3 separate regions of the Capsicum annuum genome follow, and regions 2 and 3 are each linked to region 1. Evidence: chromatin contacts called from public Hi-C data. All regions are on one chromosome and are shown on one strand. The core of a region is the stretch at or near the end of the contact, and the rest is flanking DNA. Distances in the headings are between cores, read along the strand shown.

What was found. A called contact is a pair of places that touch in the nucleus more often than the background predicts.
Region 2: a Hi-C map of leaf shows a contact between it and region 1, with 3 times the contacts expected there. The contact joins the promoter of LOC107870589 here to the promoter of LOC107854119 in region 1. A contact is called at or near these places in 2 of 5 Hi-C or Micro-C datasets (leaf and placenta).
Region 3: a contact with region 1 is called in a Hi-C map of bud, with 2.1 times the contacts expected there. The contact joins the enhancer-like site here to the promoter of LOC107854119 in region 1. A contact is called at or near these places in 2 of 5 Hi-C or Micro-C datasets (bud and placenta).

The regions. Positions count from the first base shown.
Region 1 is chr5:154,602,039-154,607,185 of UCD10Xv1.1, forward strand. It overlaps LOC107854119 (transcription factor MTB2), which reads right to left and starts at 1,919. Exons shown (of 1, transcript XM_016699114.2): 1 at 1-1,919. The coding sequence starts at 1,282.
Region 2 is chr5:154,378,686-154,383,832 of UCD10Xv1.1, forward strand. LOC107870589 (protein TWIN LOV 1) reads left to right here and starts at 2,478. Exons shown (of 10, transcript XR_007055950.1): 1 at 2,478-2,670; 2 at 2,845-3,075; 3 at 3,487-3,696; 4 at 3,941-4,082; 5 at 4,516-5,147.
Region 3 is chr5:154,458,705-154,463,851 of UCD10Xv1.1, forward strand. It overlaps the pseudogene LOC107870587. Among protein-coding and RNA genes, the nearest start is that of LOC107870589, 80 kb to the left of the region's middle. Within about 2 kb of position 2,412, at least 4 of the 5 cell types and tissues checked have an H3K27ac peak or open chromatin away from gene starts, as enhancers often do. A contact at or near this core is called in bud, where this site is marked.

The DNA of each region.
Region 1 (5,147 bases), core at 669-3,168:
TGGCTGGTTTTCGTCCACGCTTTCGAGGCCTTGTTTCATCAGCTGGTCCAGCATGGTTTTCCTTACATGAAACTTCAACATCTGAATGCTCTGATTCAACAGTGTGCACTGGATAAACAACAGGCCTTGAGTTGGTGAAATCTATTTGCATTCCACCAGGCTTTTGATGCTTTTGATGCTGGAGATTATTTAACCGGAACTCTTCCCTAGCACCATTGACAGCAAAATTTCGTAAGTTGTTTGTTGGGGCCTGAGGACTGTAGAGCTCCGCTGAGTTCACTGGCTTCACATTACCAAATGAAGCCCATGATACGGGGCATACACCATTTTGTGCATTCACGAAGGGACCCTTGTTTCCATTTCTGTAAGTTTCCAGTGGCCTGTCCACCGGTTTCCTAACAAGTAGTTTTTCCCTAAATTGCGCACAACCAGAATTTAAATTCTGCCCGAAAATCTTAGGATTTCCGTTTGACTGATCACGAAGAAAAGAGCTGGAAAACATGGAACTATTTCCATCCTTTTTCTCAGCTACAACTGTTACAGATGCCGCTTGCTTAGCCCTACCAAGAGACGAAAATGACGAGAAACAAGATTTTATTGACTTCACAAGCTCCAAGCTTTCGGATATAGCTCTTACTGATCCCAATTCCACAACTCCTACATCAGTTGGGATCAAAACAATGGTTTGCATACCAGCAGACTTCATCAAAAAAGATCTAGAACAATAATCTACAGACGACTTCATGACATCCGATAACCACACATGCTTACCAGCACCAAAACACTTCCCCGGACCACCTTGCCCATGAGGGAACGAAAAGTACATTGAGGCAAGAAAAAACATCTCAGTATCAGTAACCCTATCCAATCCAAACAGATAGTTCTCTTCATCTGTTCCACCAAAGAACGTATGCAATTTCTGAAGTACCCTTTTCCTCATCCTTTGTTGAGCCTCATCCTCAAGGTGTAAATTCAGAATTCCAGTAACTTCAGATTCCTCTCCTTCCCTAGCTTCTCTACAACAACCATCTCCCCATCCTAACACCAATTCCCCTAACTTAGACCGCGAAATCTGCCAAAAAATAGCATAATTCCAACTAAAATTACTTCCATTCGGGCGTTCCACAAGATCTGACAATATATTCTGCAAATTCTCATTACTTCCCATTGAAATTAAAGAACATTCAGCAGAAACTAAACTAGACATCAAGTAATCAAAAGCTTTTGCTCCTAATACAGCTGCCACCATTGTCTTATCCTCATCACTCCACAATACAGTCATTTCTAACAATAAATAACAAATACCCAAATACTAAAAACTTCAACTTCTCTCAAATTTGATATAAACCACAAAAAGACTGTAACAAGAACTGGAAAAAAAAAATCCCTTTTTCTCCAAAACAAAAAGATTCAATCTTTTTCTTGAATACCCGAAATTCCAAAACCCACATTCAGATCCCAAAATCTTGAAACTCCAAGTTACAATTAACTATATAGAAAATACTATCTATTAAAGAATATGCACTTAGATATAAAAATGGCATAAAAAAGTAGATAACAAACCAGTGTTTGCAGCTCCAGAACCAGAGTAAGCAAAAACACTAACCCCCGTTATGAGCAAGGACTAAAATTCAACTTTTTGCCCAAATATATATTTGTTCTTGCAGACCAAAGAGGGAAAGATAGGAGATTGAGGGCATTGAGGGTATGCTCCTTCTAAATCCATACTGCATGTTTTGTTGTTGTTTGTATAAACTATGGTCAATAGGGTTTTAAAGAGTTAAAGAGATAACCATGGTTGGATTTTGGATTAATTAATTAATTAAACAAATTAACGGACTTTTCCTTGGTAATTGTCTGATTTGTTTGAGGAGTATTTTAGGAAGGAGGGAAGGGGGTTGGGGGTGGGGGGATTTTTAATGATGAAAAATGTGATCACTTTGACACGTTTGTTAAGATAGGAGGGACACAAAACATGTGTACCCTTACGTTCATGGCGTCAATTTTTCTTTTTTTGAATAACTTTTTCAATCAACTTCATCATATTTAGTACGTGACATAAATTATGAAATTATTTCTTAAAATTTGTTTGATTAAAAATTTAATCATTATATTTTTAAAATATGTGAAGATATGATCAAATAGATTTTCGAAGATAGATCTTCTAAATTTGAAACATAGTAATTTTTGAAGGAGAAGCAATAGTTGAGATTGGATAAAATATTTTAATTTAGTAATAATTTAAATAAATTAATAACAATAAAAGTTGTTCAAATTGAAATTGAAGGTTGAGGGTTCATTATTTAGATTTGAGTTTAGAGTCTTAATTTTTTACTTAACTTGAAATTTTCTTATTTTATGCTTTTCGTGAATTAAACCCATGTAACTAAATCATTCTATATCCAATTAGGGAATATATTTCAAAAGTTTTATTTTAATTATTTAATAAATAATTTATTATTTATTTATTTATTTTTCATAAATGTAAAACAAAAAAAATTGACGACAAAATAGAAAAAAATGAATCTATTTTACATTACTCAAAATTAAAAATTAACCGTACAAAGTTTAATTAAGTAATTTTCTCTATTGGAGCAAGATAACATGAATGGAGGGAAATTTTTAATGATGAAAAAGGTGATCACTTTGACACGTTTGATAAGATGGAGTGACACAAAGCATGTGCACACTCACATTTATAGCGTCTGAATTTTTCATCTTTGAATAACTTTTCACTTAACTCTGTCACATTTAATACGTGACATAAATTATGTAAATTTATCTTCTAAAATATATTTATGATTCATAGTAAGATAAAATTCATTTTATTAGAATTAATTAGTTAAAATAAATTATATATTAAATATAATTTTAAATTTCAAAAATCACAATTTCAATTTTAAAATCTATAGCCAAACAAGAATTTCCCAGTTTGAATTAAGCATTTTTTACCTCCTAATGTAAATGGCATTAAATCCACACTCTCTCGTCTTATTATACAAGAACTGCATGATAAAAATTAATTTTGTAATAAATAATATTATTTTTATATATAACCATAAATCATCTGACATAACCTGGATAGTAAACAAATAGAGTTTTGCTGCATCCTTGTTTTTTTGTTCATTCAGTACTCCGTCACATTTAATACGTTAATTATTGTATCTTTAAAATATTTGAAAGATATGGTCAAGTCTAATGACCACATAGATTTAGAACATAAATCTTCAAAATCTGATTTATAGTAAGAATTTTTTTTTTCTATTTTCATAATTATAATACATGTTCAAATACAATTTTAAATTTCAAAAATTCTAATATTGAAATTTAAATTTTAACTTTAAAATCAATGGTTAAATGAGAGTTTTTCAATTTAATTAAGTTTTGTTTACCTCTCAAAATGTGTAAAGGGCATTAAATCTACACTCGGCAATCTAATTATACTAGAATTATATGATAAAAATTAATTTTACAGTAAATAATGAAGTATTTATATGTATAACCATGAATCATCGGATATAACTTAGATAATAAACAAATAGAGGTTTTTTTTTTTAATCCCTCTTTTTTGAGTTTTCATTCAATGTTTGCTATTCAAATTTGCATTATAAAGGTGGGTGACACAAAACATGTGCACCCTCACGTTTATGGCGTGTGCCTTTTTTCACCGAATAATTTTTTAATTAAATTTATCACATTCTGTTCGTGACATAGATTATGAATTAGATTTTGAAAATTTATCTTTTAAAATTTTTTGGTCAAAAGCTTGATCGTTGTACCATTAAAATATTTAAAGATATAATCAAACTCGAATGGCCAAATAGATTTTAGAAGATAAATCTTCAAAATCTGATTTATAGTAAGAAAAAAAAATTATATTAGAATGGGTCGGTTTATTCTTAAAAAAAAAAAAGTAAAATACCTTTCAAATACTATTTCAAATTTCAGAAATCACAACTTTAAAATTTAAAATTTGAACTTTAAAATTTATGATCAAATGAGAGTTTTTCAAATTTAATCAAGCATTTTTTTAACTCCTAAAATATGTAACAAAAATTAAATCTACACTCTGTAGTCTAATTATACTAGAATTTTGTGATAAAAAATAATTTTGCAATAAATAATGAAAAAAATTCACATAATAATAAGTGAAGCTTTAGGGTACGATGAAGGGTACATTGGTAACTTCACATTACCTATGCCACCTATGTTACTTTGTTTTTATCACTTCACGTGTTCATTTTTTCTCTTTGTTTTTTATTTGCTTGATTTCACTTCTTTGCATTGATATTGTCTTGCATGATGTAGGATTTTGAGATTTTCACTTTGAAATTAGGGTTTAAGAATCTCAGAATTGAGGACAATTGAACGTTTTGAAGCTTGGGGTAAATATTGATCGAGAGAAAAGGTATTATTTTTTATGGTGCCAACTAATGTCTTATTTTTTGAAGCTAGACTGTATGAATATAAAATTCTTAAATAGGCTGTACATGCTTCGATAATCATTTCATATTATTTCTGTCGATGTTTTGTTCATTTTAAAAATTGGAGTTTAAAGAACTTTTATTTCAGGAATTGACCAAATAATTGAGATGTTTGAAACTCACAGATGAATAGAGATAATTGAATCAGAAACCTCTTGGCCTAGAGGTCAGATTTATCTCTAACATTGTTTCTGTAAATTCTCGTTGCATGTACTTTTAATTGAGGTTCAGTTTAGTGGGGTTGGGTTTTTTGTTTCATCTTCATTTTGATTTTATTAGTTTTGGGTTATGTGAATTTGTTAGGTTGTACCCATTTTTTGGTAATGAAGATTTGCTCGAATAGATCTCTTCTTCACTACTGTTCTAGACTTCAAAGTGGTGTCCTCTTTTTGGTGAGTTTTCCCAACTTTCCTCAATACTTCTATTATTTTTTTGTTCTTTCAGTAATGGAGTCCAAATTTGATTATGACGGTGCATTTTTTTTGAGTTTGATAGTTTATTATGAATGATGGTTCGCCTTATGTCACTTGTTTTTTTAAGTTTTTAACTGGTAACTGTAACGCCCCGAATCTGGTACCCAGAATGCTACACGGTGCTCATGACCCCGAAGGACCACAAGCTAATCCATGACTGATAACTGTAATCGGGCACTGTATAATATAC
Region 2 (5,147 bases), core at 1,228-3,727, 220 kb before region 1:
AGTGTATAACTTTTTAAGCTATTGTTTGATAGCCTTTTTGACAAGCGATCAACCTTCAAAAGTCTATAAAATTTACAATAATCAAAAAATCATAAAATTTCATATTATAGAAGTTACATATATAGAATATACTTATGAACACTGACACGCACACACACCTAATTTTTTTATATTAACCATAAGAAAATACACGAAAAAAAATACAAAATTAGTGTATAATTTTTTTAAGTTCTTGTTAGATAGCCTCTCTGACAAACAATCAACCTTCAAATGTCTTCTTAATAAGCTTGAATTTAATACTATAAATAATAATATAAAGAACACTATTTTAGATATAAAACAAAAAGAATATTCTTGAGTATGGATTTTGTGAAACAAAATATTATGACTTTATATAGATGAAAATGGAGGAACATCATAGGTCATCTTAAATTTTATAATTAAATAAATGAAGGTTATGAATATGAAAATTTAAAAGTCATGAAGTTAGTGATATTATTAAGAGTAGATTTTTTTTTGTAATTATATAGAGATATAAATTTTACTTAATACAAATCAATTATATTAATTAGAAAGGAAGATAAAGACAATTAACAAAATATTTAGAGTTTGAAAATTTTAAAAAAATTGAGAGAGAAAAAAAATGGACTTCTTGAACTTAACTAATTGAAGGTTATGAATATAAAAGGTTTAAGAGTTATAGACATTACTAATATTTAAGAGTAGAATTTATTAATTGAATGTATACACTCTTAAGTATATAAATATTTTTATGTGAATTTTCATCAATTACGTATTTTCAGTCTTCTAAAATTTTGATTTTTATATAATATATTCTATAAGTGAAACAATAATTTCATTTTTCTTAAAAGAAAGTAGAGAAAAAGAAAAGATTCCATGAAATTGAATTTATTTTCATGCCTAGTTTTAGTAAGTTTTATACTTGTTTATCATTTATATATATAACACAAATCTAATTATATGAATCTCATATTTTTTATCTTATTTTATCCTTTTCATTTCTCTTTAAACTATAAAATGTGAAAAATCAAAAACTACAATTTCATGAATCAATAAACAACTTTCTTATGAATTAAATGTCATTTAAAAATTCTAAACTAATGTTACATTCTCATATTTTATCAAAAGATTTACTAAAATCGATGTACATAATTGCGGAAGGATCCATAGATACTTTCGTAAGTAGCACACATATACGTTTGCCTTCTTCCTTTGCTTTTACTTTAAAAAATAAACACTCTGGTCTAGACACGTACATAAAAAATTGACATCACCAATGAAAAAAATCAGAAAAATAGTTAACTAAATTAATATAAACTTTTGAAAATGGTATATTGTGAATTGAAGAGGCAAGAAGAACTAACACACATATAAATATAATTTCTCTCAAAAGAATTTTAAACAGTAATAGTTAGATTCTTGTCATCTCAATATCCTATCATTTGTATATCAATCGAGCCTTAAAAGAGTCATAAAAAAATAAACTAAGTGTAGCATGAAACGAAAAAGGACAACTAAATTGTTAACTAAAAGTGCTAAGAGCAGTTGGAGATGTTATATTGTGAATTGAAGAGGAAAGAAGAACTATCACTCATATAAATATAATTTCTCTCAAAAGAATGTTAAACAATAATAATTAGATTCTTGTCATCTCAATATCCTACTTCATTTGTATGTCAATCAAGCCTTAAAAGAGTCAGAAAAAAACAAACTAAGTGTAGCATGAAACGAAAAAGGACAACTAAATTGTTAATTAAAAATGTTAAGAGCAGTTGGAGATGAAGTTTAATAAATCAAAAATATAAAAAATATTGCACTTTGAACTATATCTTGGCCGGTGAGACTTTTCTTTTGTTGCTATATGCTATGTCTCATACCCACGGTGAGATAAGGACAAGAAAAACAGTTATGATAGTAATCTTCTTTTCATCTACAATTAAAATTTTAATAAGATTAAGATTAAAAGAAATACAAGATTGCCAAAAATTAATTAATGGGCACATAACATAAAAGAAAATTGTTCTAATAAAGTAATACATAACTCTTTACAAAAATATAAAAATGTACGAAGTTTGTTAATAGACGATGCACAGAATAAAAGAAATCTACTCTAAAAAAATAAATAAAGCTTAAAGGAGTGATTTTCAAAATGCACGTACCTTTTAAGAAATAATTGTGATTAGATTTTTTCAAGAAACCATTGTTTCACACTATTTAAAGAAAAAATTGTTATTCGATTTTTTAATACAAAATTAAATAATTGGAGGTTATGAATATAAAAGGTTTTAAAGTTATGAATTTTATTAATATTAATTAAGAGTGTAATTTATTATGAATATAGAGAGATGTTTGTTATGAAAATAATTTTTAAAATAAAATAATTGAAGAAAATGAAAGAAAAATTCCCCCCAAAAAAAAAAAAAAGATAAATAGAATCTTTGGTGAAAGAGAGGCACTTTCTTCTACTGCTACAGTGAAAAAAAATTTGTTTTATGGGAAGCAGTGGAAAGCTTAGTGTATGGGAGAGGTAGTGGCCTGATTTTGGAAAATCTTTGTTGATGAGTCAAGATTATTTTATAAGAAGAAGGTTGGGAGGAAAATTTTTGAATGAGCAGTAGATTTATTTTCCTAATTTATTTAAAATTTAAGGTTAGTTTCACCTTCTTAAAGCTTCATTATTTACTTACGTGTCTGTTTCAACTTCAATTAATCTCTTCCACCGTTTTTCTCCACATCTCTAACATTCTTCTCATAAAATTTTCTACTATGAAAAAGTTATTGATGGTTATTGCTAATTCTGGGTTGCACTGAACATGCTATTAGGACATTATTTATTTATAATGGCGTCGATTGCACCGCCGGTGACATTCCGAGTTTCGTACCTCAACTACCTGGATTTTTCTGAGCTTCGTATCTCAACCTGAACTATTCGATTTTTTGAGTTTCCACCATTCCACATCAGCAACATCTGTCATCGGAAAAATCACCAGAGAAGTCGCGAGTGGCGTTCTGCGAAAGCATCAAAAGAGATGGCATGGGAACCGTTACATTCAGGTCCATGGAATTCAGTTGTACCCATATGGAGAGATGCATATTGTAATATAAAACCCCCATTTTCGCAATCCTATTTGCATTATGTAATTAATGGGTTTAGGTTATTCATGGAATGCCCTGATGAAGGAGTGTGATCCAAATCTTAAGTTATACACCATTTTTGTCTATTCGGTTTGAGTACCTCTTTAAATTTTCATTTATAGCATTTTGGTTTATTTTTCCCAGTTGTTTTTTCTATTGAAAAATTTGAATGCAGCTTACGAATTAAATCAGTGAATACATGTTTTCTAGACGAGCTTATAAGTGAGATCCTCTAAGCTTTCAAATAGTTGAGGTGGTCTAGCATTTACTTGAGTGCTAACAATGTAGTGAGATGATATGTGTGGTTATTTATTTCTTTTGACTTTGCAGGTGCAGCAGTTGTTACCTAGGAAGTCACTGTCTTGTAAGTTAGTAGGGAAAAGGCCAGGCTTATTGTTGGAGGCATTCCCGAAAGACCATTATTTATCAGGATCCCCAATGGTCATCAGAGATTCCATGGATCAATGGCCTGCTAAGAATAAGTGGAATGACATGAATTACCTTAGAAAGGTTGCTGGCTTCCGTACGGTCCCCATTGAGGTGATTAATTTATTCATGTTGTTATTTCAATTTAGCTGAACTCTATATCTGTTGCATAGTCCAACCATATCAAAAAGGTAAGTCCTTTTTTTAAGCAACTGATCAAGAACACAAGTCCTTATAATCTGTTTTGTCCATGCAAGTATATATAAAGAAAATAGGAGATAGAATTACTTCACACATTGATTGATTTGACTGCACATTTTGTCGTTTGAGGAGAGTGAGCATTGTGAATTTGTTTTAGCCATCCAGAGTTGGACTAAATTTATGCCAAGATGGAGCTGGCTGTAGAGAGTCTGTGCTTAGGTGTTATAGAAGGGAAGTCTACTCCATGAGCATGGAACGGGAGCTGCCTGTTACATTGGGTTCAAGCTTGGAATTCACAGGTACATTTTGATTGAAATATATCTTCTTGTAGATATATGTAAGCTTTTGTCATTTTCCCTCTCTTCACCATGATCGATTATGTGAAATGGTTTTGCAAACTCTGTTTTTTCATACAGGCTGTGTGGTTATAGTACCCAAATACTCGTATTGTGCCAACTGTACAATTCGTACTACATAAGCAGAATAGCTACACACTCTATAAAAAGAGGCTCGATAAGCTCATGTGATTGTAGGGATATTTTCTTGTCATTGGAAAACTATAATTTAGGCTTATCTAGACTTGGCTATCTTTGTTCTTCGTTGAAGCTTATTTTGTGTTGTCAAAATAATGAAAACATAATATATTCATGAACAGTTAATTTAGCCCTCGTAAGAAGAATGGATTTGAATAAGATTAAATGGGGCTGTGGTGCCTAAATAAAAGGAATTCAGATATGCAGATTCAATTTCAGGAGAATAGGATGATCGATGAAGATGTAACATTTCGGCTTGCACGACGTCTCCTTCCATTTGCTCCAGCTATGAAAGAAAAGAATGGGCGCAACACTTTATTCTCTTCTACCGCTCTTTGCTTACTTCTGGCCTTCCCGAACTCCTACACGGGGGGAGTCAGATCTTGGAGTAAGCTCCTTTCCATGGGCAATCTACTCAAGAGTTTAGGCCCCTAATTCGGTCTATGTCTGAGCTGCTGCCGTACTCAAAGGCGAGGGGCTCCAAAAGTGGATGCGATCGGCCTCAGAGGAGAGGGGAGGCAACTTGAGATTCTAGGCAAAGTGCTTTCATATAGGATTCGAATAGGATGGACGAAACAGAGGAGTATCACGAGAGTGTTGTGAGATAAGACAATACCTAACTCTTTCCCAATACTTATGTATATTCATCCTATTCTTATTGCTTATTCTAAAAATGATTGACGTTTTCCACAAACCTGTCTTTCACAGGAGTCGATGTAGAGGGGCCTTGTGTTGCAAGTGATCTTGAGAAGAGAAAAGCCACTGTTGTTGTAAAAAACATATTGACTGTGCTGTGACACAACGGTGAATCAACAGGCGGACTGGTCGGTG
Region 3 (5,147 bases), core at 1,162-3,661, 140 kb before region 1:
TCATTGGAATTGGTTAAATTTTTATTTTTTAAAAATTAAAATACATGTCTAAAGACAATTTTAAATTTTAAAAATCACAGCTTTAAAACTTGAAATTTCAGCTTTGAAATTTATGATTAGGGAGCTTTTCAACTTGGATTAAGCATGTTTCGGCCCCCTCCTAAAATATATGAAGGACATTAGTCTACACTCTGCACTCCAATTATTTTCTGATCAGTGCCCATGCTAATATTTTCTTTTCACTAATAGTAGTGTCAACTTTTAAAGGACATTAATTCTTTATTGTTAGTCACTTCTCATATATTCCCATTATATTGAAAACTATTTGGTATTTGCAGATATTCAAGAAGGAGTTGTTATCACACGAGAATATACTACACTAAGTAATTTGTTTAGTTGCTTGTGTTTCAATGAAGTTCACCTCTTCACGCTGAGAGACCAGCTGAGCTTTGTTAATGTTGTCTATAGGTTAGGAGGTCTGTTTATGTTTTTTAGATTCCCTAATTGTGAGTATAATTCCATTTTTATTTTACACAATCATACCTGTGAACGTTCATCCAAAGTAAAGTGGGTAAAATCTTTTGATGAATTTAAGAAGGATAAAATGGGTAGTATGAAAGAGAGTAAGGAGGATTAGGCTTGTGGACTCCTTATCCGGGGGATCTTGATTCAGTTATGTTACCATCTGTAAAGAGAACTTCAAAAGCTGGATGAGATTCAAATTTCCTTTCTATTATTTCACATTTGGTTTCCACCAAATTCTGAATAACATTGTAATACATTTTGTTATCCTTCATAAATTTGAGGTTTTGTTCGGACGGAAATATGTTGAAACTATAACATTGTTTGCTCATCTGAAAAAACTAGTTCACATAGGACGGTCTCTATCTAAAAATACATTAATGCTTTTTTTTTTTTTGCTTTTTGGGCATGGAGGAAGGGGTTGCATCTGCACAGAACAGGTTAATGAACAGTTCTGGACAATGAGTTATAGGATTCAAACATGAACCAAAGAATTACCTGAATGGAGACGGTGGTCTTGGTAAGTGGTCATGAACTGGGACTTCTTGGTTGGGATAACCGTGTTTCAAGGGATAAATTTGGTCATGACACCACCAACAGTTTCAATACCAAGGGTGAGAGAAGTGACGTCCAGGAGATGAATATCTATATCTGCACATAAAAAATATGCTACAATCAATCAGCAAAAGCTTCAAACTCACACATTATCAAAACCAATAAGCAAATTATGGCAAGAAATCTAATTAGATCATGTACCTTTAGTTTCATCTCCATCCTCTCCGTTAAAGATACCATCTTGAATAGCCGGACCATAAGCAACTACTTCATCAGGATTTACACCCTTGTTGGGTTCTTTCCCATCGAAATAATCTTTAAGGAGCTGTTGCACTTTTGAAATTCTGGTGCTTCCACCAACAAGAACTATCTCATCAATCTGTTTCTTTTATAGCCTAGCATCCTTCATTGCCTTCTTCACTGGTCCCATTTTCTTTCTAAAGAGATCATTGTTCAACGTTTTCCCAAATCAGCGTTGAAACCATGATTATGATTACTTGCTGATACCTGTTAACAATATTATCTTTAAGGAGATGGTGCACTTTTGAAATTCTGGTGCTTCCACCAACAGGAACTATCTCATCAATCTGGTTTTTTTCTAGCCCAGCTCCTTCATTTGCCTTCTTCAGTTGTCCCATTTTCTTTATAAAGACATCATTGTTCAACGCTTTCCCAAATCAGCGTTGAAACCATGATTATGATTACTTGCTGACACATAACAATAGAGTAACAAAAAGAAAATTACTTCCAATGACCTCAATTCCTACTCAATTACATATTTTACACTCTTTCACAGCACGAGAAAAGTTCTAATGGATGCTACATGAAAAAACAAGCAAAAATATTTCAAGTCAAACAAGATATATATGTATAATGGTTTCATTAAGCCTACACTGATGTTACAAACATTAAACAATGGCGGCTTATACATGTTGACATGAATCAGAAAAACTCAAAACTTTAAAATCACCAACTGAACAGGGCAGAATGCAAACAGACCTTAATGTCGACATATTTTGCGTACTAATTCGAGCAGGAAGTCTGTATGAAGTTGAGCTACTGGAATTTCTACGGTTATCAAAAAAATTAGTTGAGCTCAAACATAAAAATAAGGGAAAAGCACCTAGAAAGAGTGATAAACTCGCCCCTATTTTAACATATCCTAAAATTAATCAAAAGCAGGCAAATACAGGCTTCAAAAGCTTTTATTTTTTTTTTTTTTCAATTACTCCAGAAAGAAGCAATTAAAAACTAGTTAGTTTGTTTTGCTCCACATGCAATAAACCCACATCACTCCCAGAGAGAGATAAACTCTATTTCATACAATTTTCTACCTGATCGGATGTGATGAAGCTCTGTATGTAAAGCAGATCGTTTTGTCCCATCCTAAAAAAGTAATTCGAGAGTAGTAGTGATTTGGATGAGTAGTGTGATTTGGGAACTAATTTGTGAGAGTAGTGATTCGAAAGTTCTGTAATTTGGGGCAAAACTCTTTCCGCCTATTAGAATATAGGAAAAGGGCCAGAAATTCATTAAAGTTAGTTCAAAAATATCCTCAACTTATTTCATCAGAAATATTGGCTCAAAAATACTATTTCATCTCTCAAAATAGGTGTGTGAAAAAATCGAACTAATTAAAATGTTATTGATTTATTATTATTGGTTTATTGGATTAACGATTTTTTAATGGTTTTATAAAAAAAAATTATTAGATTATTGGTTCGGTTTGATTTTTTCTTATTGGGTTAAACCGATAACCCAATAAGAATATATATATATATATATATATATATATAATATGTGTGTGTGACTTATTATATATTTCTCTTTAATTTCTACAAATTAACAAACCTATTATTTCAATTATACAAACTCTTAATTTCTCCTAACAATATTTAGTTCAAACTTGAAGATTTTTGTAAATTAAAACTCATTATATAGGATTTTTGATTGTAACTAAGATTCATTTTTTTTTTCATGTTAGTTACTACTATTTCTATTTTATGAGTATTTTCTTATCGGTTAAACCGAAAATCGAACCGTTAAGAACTAAAAATCGATAAAAAATATCTTATTGATTTGGTTATTGGTTTAACATATTTAAAAATCAAAAACCGATAAACTGAACCGATAGTATATAAATCGAACCGAACCGACCAATACACACCCCTAACTCAAAAACATCTTGTAATTAACGATTTTTTAATTTTAAAAAATTAGAAAAAGGCTAGAAATACCCTTTAAATATTACAATTAATTTAAAAATACCTCTTCATCCACTTTTATAGCTCAAAAATATCCTTTCAATTAACATTTTTTTAAAATCATAATTAAAAATTTTATTAAATTAGTAACAGCTTTCTATTGATTGAACCTAAATTAATTAAAATATTAAATCCAATCCGAACCCAACCCAAACCGTATAAAATTTGCCCCAACTAAATTATCCGATAGTATGAGTAATTTTTATTATCAAATGCAGGTTCTTTGTTGACTTAGAATCTGTCAGTCTAATGTAATGTTGTGAAGAATTCTATCCCCTAATTATAATGTTTGTTTGATATTTATTTCTAATGTATATTTCTCTCATTCTTTATGTTAACCAGCAAGACTAATTGAAATATTTTGGTTATGCCACGTCTTACGCAGCACTATCTTGTTACTTTCTCCATTTCATTTTACGTGACACATTTAGTTTGTATAAAAAATACTACATTCTTTCCTAAATAGTTGTCACTATTTTTATTTATATACATCAAATTGTCTTGCCATCACTGGCAAGTGCATTCCCGTGCGAGACCACTTCATACCATTCACCGATCAAAATTATGATAATTTTGTAGGATCTGGATCGGATAGTTTTAGTTGAGTCCGGATTGGGCTTAACATTTTAATTAATTTAGTTTCAACCAATAGAAAATTATCATGCATTTAATAAAATATTTAATCATAATTTTAAAAAATCGTTAGTTGCAAGAGTATTTTTGAGCCATAAAGGTGTTTGAAGGGGTATTTTTGAACCAATTTCAATACTTGAAGGGTATTTTTGACCTTTTTTTCAAAATTTTAATTATGATTTTGAAAAATCATTAGTTGTAAGGGTATTTTTGAGCCATAAAGGTTAATAGAGAGATATTTTTTTACCAATTTCAATACTTGAAGGATATTTCTAAAACAATAGATTTACTGAGGATATTTTTGAACCAATTTTAATACTTGAAGGGTATTTCTAGCCATTTTCCGTAGGATATAATACATTAGTGAATATTTTAGGAGAACGCTTAGGCCATATCTGTAAATTATTGTTTTTAGAAATACAAAAAAGGAAAAGGACACAAATGACCACTCGATCGAAATTAATTCCAAGAAAATGGTCATGGAATTCAAATTTCATTTTCTAGCCATTTTAATTTGGAAAAAAGACACAAATGGACACTCGGTCGAAATTAATTTCAAAAAAATGGTCATGGGAATCAAATTCCATTTTCTAGTCATTTTAATTTGTGGGCTTGTTTTATAAGTTTATATACATATTTTATACAGTCTCTAGACATATCTTAGACACATAAATGTTCTATACGAAAATTATATAGTTTCAATACACAAATTATTTAATAATTGTACAATTTTTTTGAACACATTTTATATAATAATTATATAATTTTTATACACTTTCTATGCATTTTATATATGTATCTATATCTATATATCTATATATATATATATATATATTATATACATATTTGATAGAACTATACAATTTATATACATATATCTTATATAGATTCATATTCTATTGTAATAATTATACTGTTTTTATACAATTATACCTAATTATTATTTTTAAACAACCCCAAAAAAAAAACAAAATATTTTTCAGTTAAAAAATTTGTAGCAGAAAAAAAACTGAAATAATTTTTAAAAAGGGTCAAATTGCCCAAGTTGGAAACTGTATCAGTATTATATATGGACTGTATCAATATGGTATATAAATTGTATCTGAACTACATAGGCCAAAATGATCAAAATTAGAAAATGGCTATAATGTGGAAATAAAGTAGCTGACTGGC